Regions from separate parts of the Anser cygnoides genome. Here region 2 is linked to region 1. The links are chromatin contacts, called in public Hi-C maps. All regions are on one chromosome and are shown on one strand. Each heading gives the region's core, a stretch centred on a gene start, on an enhancer-like site or on the middle of the called end of the contact. The rest is flanking DNA. Distances are from core to core; before and after follow the strand shown. Region 1 holds the start of FNDC3B (fibronectin type III domain containing 3B). Region 2 holds the start of SLC2A2 (solute carrier family 2 member 2).

Evidence for each region. A called contact is a pair of places that touch in the nucleus more often than the background predicts.
Region 2: a Hi-C map of liver shows a contact between it and region 1, with 3 times the contacts expected there. The contact joins the promoter of SLC2A2 here to the promoter of FNDC3B in region 1. A contact is called at or near these places in 2 of 7 Hi-C or Micro-C datasets (both in liver).

Annotation. Positions count from the first base shown.
Region 1 is chr9:21,711,973-21,714,672 of Taihu_goose_T2T_genome, forward strand. It overlaps FNDC3B (fibronectin type III domain containing 3B), which reads right to left and starts at 1,277. Exons shown (of 26, transcript XM_048059579.2): 1 at 1,110-1,277.
Region 2 is chr9:22,009,893-22,012,592 of Taihu_goose_T2T_genome, forward strand. SLC2A2 (solute carrier family 2 member 2) reads left to right here and starts at 1,402. Exons shown (of 11, transcript XM_048059337.2): 1 at 1,402-1,636; 2 at 2,162-2,257; 3 at 2,372-2,676. The coding sequence starts at 1,604.

The DNA.
Region 1 (2,700 bases), core at 27-2,526:
CAGGCCAGCAGGGAACAAAAAAAGGTTGAGAAATCGTGTTCTAGCCGTGAAAATGTGTGCAAGTTTGAAATGCCATTACGTAGCACATTGTTAAGCTCAAGTTAGACTGGTTTAACGCCTCTCAGAAGCGGACGCGTTACCCCCGGTGAGCCCTGGGCTCTGCGGGGCGCGCGGCCGGGGACAGAGCCGATGTGGCTGCGGGCACCGGCATACGTGGGTGCCGTGCTCATAAACCTGGCATCGGGTGAAGGCAAGACGACAACGACCAAAACCACACGCACAAAAAGCCCAAAAACCGCTGAAGAAGAAACTTTGATCTTTCCATAGCTTCGCTTCCCCATCTGCGAAGGAGCAACTCTCGCCCCCAGGAGCTGGGCCAGCACTTTTGGGTACTCGGGCACAGAAACGCAAACGAAACCCCAAAATCACTAATATGGAGCGAGGCTCGCCTCCCGCCTTTCATTCTACAAACATAGCTGGGATAAATGGCTCGTTACAGTGAATTCCAAGCCGCACTCCCTTCGCCAAAACCCTATTTAAACAGCACATTTCTGCGAACCGGGACGGGGGGGGGGGGGAGGCAGACGGGAGGGATGCAGATGTGCTCTTAGCCCACGAGAGGTTAAGCTTTTAAAAGACTCTCTTTTTTTTTTTTTTTTTTTTTTTCCGTTCCGTCTGCTGGTAGCATGCCATTTTACAAAGGTGTCTGGCAAGCCAAGCACCGAGCTGCCAGGATTTTCCTCCCCGAAGGGAGCCTGGGGAGGGAGGGGAAGGCCGGGACGGGGAGAAGTTGCTGGTTCCTCTCCCCAGCCTTTTTCCCCACCGTGCCCACGGGTCCAGGGCTCCGCCACCTGCCCGGGGAGCCGGCAGGGAGGGCAGGGGGAGCCGGGGGGAGCCCCACGGGGAGGAACGAGCCAAACTTTCCGCCCAGCCCCGCCGGGCGCGGCCGCCGCCCCGCCGGGGAACAAAAGGGCCGGGGCGGCTGCGGCGCCCCGGGGCGGGGGACGCGGCTCCGAGCCCAGCCCGGCTGCCCCGAGCCGAGCCGAGCCCAACCGAGCCCAACAGGGGGCTCCGAGCCCCGCCGGGCTGCCGGGCAGCGCCGTCCTTACCTGGCGGTGTGCTGGTGCGGGGCGAGCCGAGCCGAGCCGAGCCGGGCCGGGCCGGGCCGGCGGTGACTCCCGGCTAGCTGGAGCGAGTGGCAGGAGGGCTCGGCGGGGATGCCGCCATGTCAGTGATGTCGGCACCACATGGGGCCCGCGGCCGGCCCACGCTACCGAGCACTCTGGAGTAGAGGCTCCCGCCGAAAAGCCGCCTGACGAGGGCGGGCGGCGGCGCCCGGGCCTCCCGCTCCGCCCCGCTCCTCCCCGGGGCGGCCCCGCTGCCTCGCCCCGGCCCCTCAGCCTCGGCCCCGGGAGCCCGGCCCGGCCCTCCCGCACCCACGGGGGGCGCCGAGCCCGGTGACGCCCCCGTGTCGCCGTCCCGTCGGTCAGCCCCCCCCCCCGCCACCGTCGCTGCCAGCCGCCGTGAGGGGGAAGGCGGGAGGTGGAAGAGCCCCCGGTCGGCTCCGTCTGCCCCCTCGGCTGAGAGGGAGGAGGAGAGGTTTTAGGCAGCGTTTCTCAGAGATGAAGAAATACCCTGACGTGCTGCAGCCAAAAAGGAGGAAAATCGCTCCGCTTGCCTGGGGGGGAGCCACAGGGGTAATTCGCCGCTCAGCACCGCATCGCTGCAATGGGGGGGTCGGGGTTGGGGCTCGGATCTGGGCACAGAAACTCGAGCAGGCCCTGCCTCACCCCCTGCTAATGGCAGCCCTGTTGGGCAGGGCTGTTTGACAGAGCCCCACTGCCTTGGTTAGCTCTTTCTGCCTCAAAATCCCCCCACTTCACTCTGCTTTCCCTCCGTCACAATTCTCTTCAATCTCCTCTTTCCCCAGAGCTTCTCCCAGTGGTTGACGTACTTCATCCACAAGAGCAAGGATTCCTTTCAGAAACTGGAAAACCCCGTGGAGTCTCAGGCAGCCCAGGTATATTTTCATCAGCTTACATTAAAATGCCAATAAAAGACCACTCGTCCCATGGGACTTACTGATGGGACCTCTACTTGTCAAAACTCCCACTGGAAAACATCACTTTGGCATAAAAGTTCAGTAAAACCAAACCGTCATACCCAACTGGGCCGGCTATTTTTATATTAAGTGACCAAAATACAGGAGAAAAATAATCTGAAATAGATAGTTCCTATGAAAACAGAAAATTAGCATTTTCACATGGGAAAGATTTTTCAGTGTAAAATGGCCAGCCAGCACTAAGTATTGTTCATTGTTAATTGCAAAAACTTTTGTAATGAGTAAAATCTAAAAGCAGAAAAATGTTTTGTTTTATTAGTGACCCAAAACATGCAGACTTTTTGATGATCCTGGATTGAGTTACAGGGTCAGATGAGATTAATTATTCACTAGGGTGGTAAAGCCTTTACTTGGTCCTGCAGGCTGTTTTGTGAAGGAAAAGATAGAGAAAGGGAAAGAGGGAGGTGGTGCAGGCAAGAGGGAATGTGTTGGTTTAGAAAGGAAAAAATCCCTGGCCTGAGTTAGAAACTTACAAAAAGATTAAATCAAAGAGTAAACAAAATCAAACATAAAGATAGGAAAACAAAAATAAATACAGGAGAGGAAGGAAATGAAACCTCCAGGCTGATTTTTAGCTT
Region 2 (2,700 bases), core at 152-2,651, 300 kb after region 1:
ACACACCAGCTCTGGATTTATACAACAGCCCTGGGTTTACACACCGGCCCTGGGTTTGCACACCAACCAACCTTTCCCACCTGCAAGCCAGCCTTGAGCTGCCCCCTGCTAACCCGCGCAAGGCGACACGGCCACATCCAGAGCCCAGTTCAGAAAAACACACGGGCTGGGCTGTGACAGCGTCACCAGGAGCTAAACACGTGCGTTAATGGATTTAATTAAAGCTTTGCCCAGGGGCAAGTCTCTGGCGGCGGGCACCACAGCGCTGGGTACCCCAGCACCGCCCCGCTCTCTTTTTTTTGGTGTTTCCTGTCATCCACACCCCACCGGTGACCCTATCGCTTTCCTCACCTCACGCACCCCAAGCAGGGACGTGGGAGGGGGCTCAGCCCTGCAGTTTCCCGGGTCCCACAAAAGCTCGGCCCCTGCAGCCGGTGGGGCTGCAATCAATGCGCACAGGAATGCAGCGAACACTTTGCCCCGGGTTAAAGTTTTACTCTGAGACCAGAGCAAAGATTAGTGGTCTTTTTCTCCTCGTTTTTTTTTTTTTTTTCCTCTTCCTCCGTAGAAGGTGCATGTAGCGCCCATGTGAAGGCTGCCTGAGCGCCGTCGGTGACTCACTCGCCTTTCCTTGGCTGGCAGCTGTGAAAGCTCACCTGGGAGGCAGTGGAATTAATCACCTCCGGGGCTGAGTCAGGCCTTGGCGTGCCTCCGCTGGATGCTGCATCCATTGCCAGCTGATGATGGCAGTGCCCGCGCCCGAGACCAGCTCAGACCAGATTTTTGCATCGCTGTGCAAAGTTCGGCAAGTGCCCGCAGCAGGGCGGCGATACCCGACAGCATCGGCAGCACGGCGCACGAAAAGGGATGGCGTTGTGATGGTTTCTGGGCCGCTTTGCTGTGTTGTGTCCCCGTGCACGCCTACGGCACTCTCCTTCCCCGGCTGCCCGGGTGTACGGCTGCGCACCAGCAGGGCACGGCGGTGGCTGCAGGTCTGTGCCTGCGGAGAGAGACCCGCACGCATCTGGGTTTGCGTGTCCTCTGTGTGCACGTTATGCACGCACACAAAGCTATTTCAGAGCAGGTGCCAAGTGATGTTTAAATAAAGCACTCGTTTTCTAGCATCTTTGCTACACGTGCTGGAAAGGTTCCTTCTGGCTAAAGTTCAGCGAGGAGTTTGGGGGTTCGGCAAACGAATCCCCCGTGGAAGCCAAGACGGGTGCAGCACACCCAGAGCCCGGCTGCGGCACGTCCCCAAGCCCCCCGCACGCCACATCCCGGTGCCGCGGGGACGGCCAGAAATCAAAACTCAGCCTGCCGGCTGGATTTCCCAGGTCTCACCCCCTGTCTTCGGGGGGTGTCCCGTTCTTTCGTTTGTCCCCCCCCAAAATTTCAGGGGATTGGCAGTGACGGCTCTGGGCTGGTCAGACGGAGGATATAAGTGTTGGGAAGACGGGTTTCTCATTAACCCCGGAGGTGATATAGCCCCATCTCCCGCAGCACAAACCGCTTTGCTGCTCCCGCTGTCCCTCCTCCTGCACCGAGCCCTCGCCCCGCTCCGCAGCCCAGGACAGAGCCGGGAGGGCAGCGGAGGAGCCGAGGGATGGACAAGAAAAGCAAAATGCAAGCAGAGAAGGTAACCACGGCTCAGCACCGTCTGTGCACTGGAATTTCTGAGGGAAACCAGCACCCGGGGGTGGTATTTATTGCCCGCTAAGACCAAAACCAACAAAATTTTCCCCCTTAGTTATCTGGCCTGTGATGTTTGTGTACAGAGCAGGGGCAAAGGGGCCAAGGGATTATTTTCTGTTATTTTTAAGAACTTTGTCACCTTACGGGATAATTTCAACCGCGACGGAGGGAGAAGGTATTTGAAACGGGACTGCTGAAAAACAAAGTCTTGGCTGTTTTTTTTCCTAGCTGCTCTGCTCCAGCAGCGCTGCTGTGCCCCTTCCTGCTGCCGGCCCCCAGAAAGCCCCCAGGGACCAGCAGGGCGGTGGGCACGGGTCGCTGTATGTGGGGCAGCACCGCGTCCTGCCTGCCCCTGGGCTCTCCCTTCTCTTTGGGAGCCAGCTGGAGTGACCCCGAGGGCTCACCGGGATCCCGGGGGGGGGTCCTGGGGCAGGGCAGGGGCTGAGGCTGTTCTCTGCTCCCTCGGCAGCACCTCACGGGAACGCTGGTCCTCTCCGTCTTCACCGCGGTGCTGGGCTTCTTCCAGTACGGCTACAGCCTGGGCGTCATCAACGCGCCCCAGAAGGTAAGCGCCGAGCCGGGCTGCAGGGCTGGGGGCCTGGGTGTCACGAAAACACCCCAAAACACAGCCGGGGGGGGGGTTATAGACGTGAGCCGACGGCGTTTTTCCTCTTTGCAGGTGATAGAAGCCCACTACGCGCGCGTGCTGGGCATCGTCCCCCTGGACAGACAGGCCACCAACACCTCCGGGGAGGACGGCGCCATCCCCAGCACCATCCCCAGCACCATCCCCAGCACCATCCCCGGCACCGTCCCCGGCACAGAGGCTGGGGGCAGCGCTGAGGGGACGCTCGCGCCCCCCGAGGACCTCGCCGCCTCCCCGCACGTCCTCACCATGTACTGGTCCCTCTCCGTGTCCGTGTTCGCCATCGGCGGCATGGTCTCCTCCTTCACCGTGGGCTGGATCGGCGACCGGCTGGGGAGGTGAGAAGCAGCCCACCCCCCCCC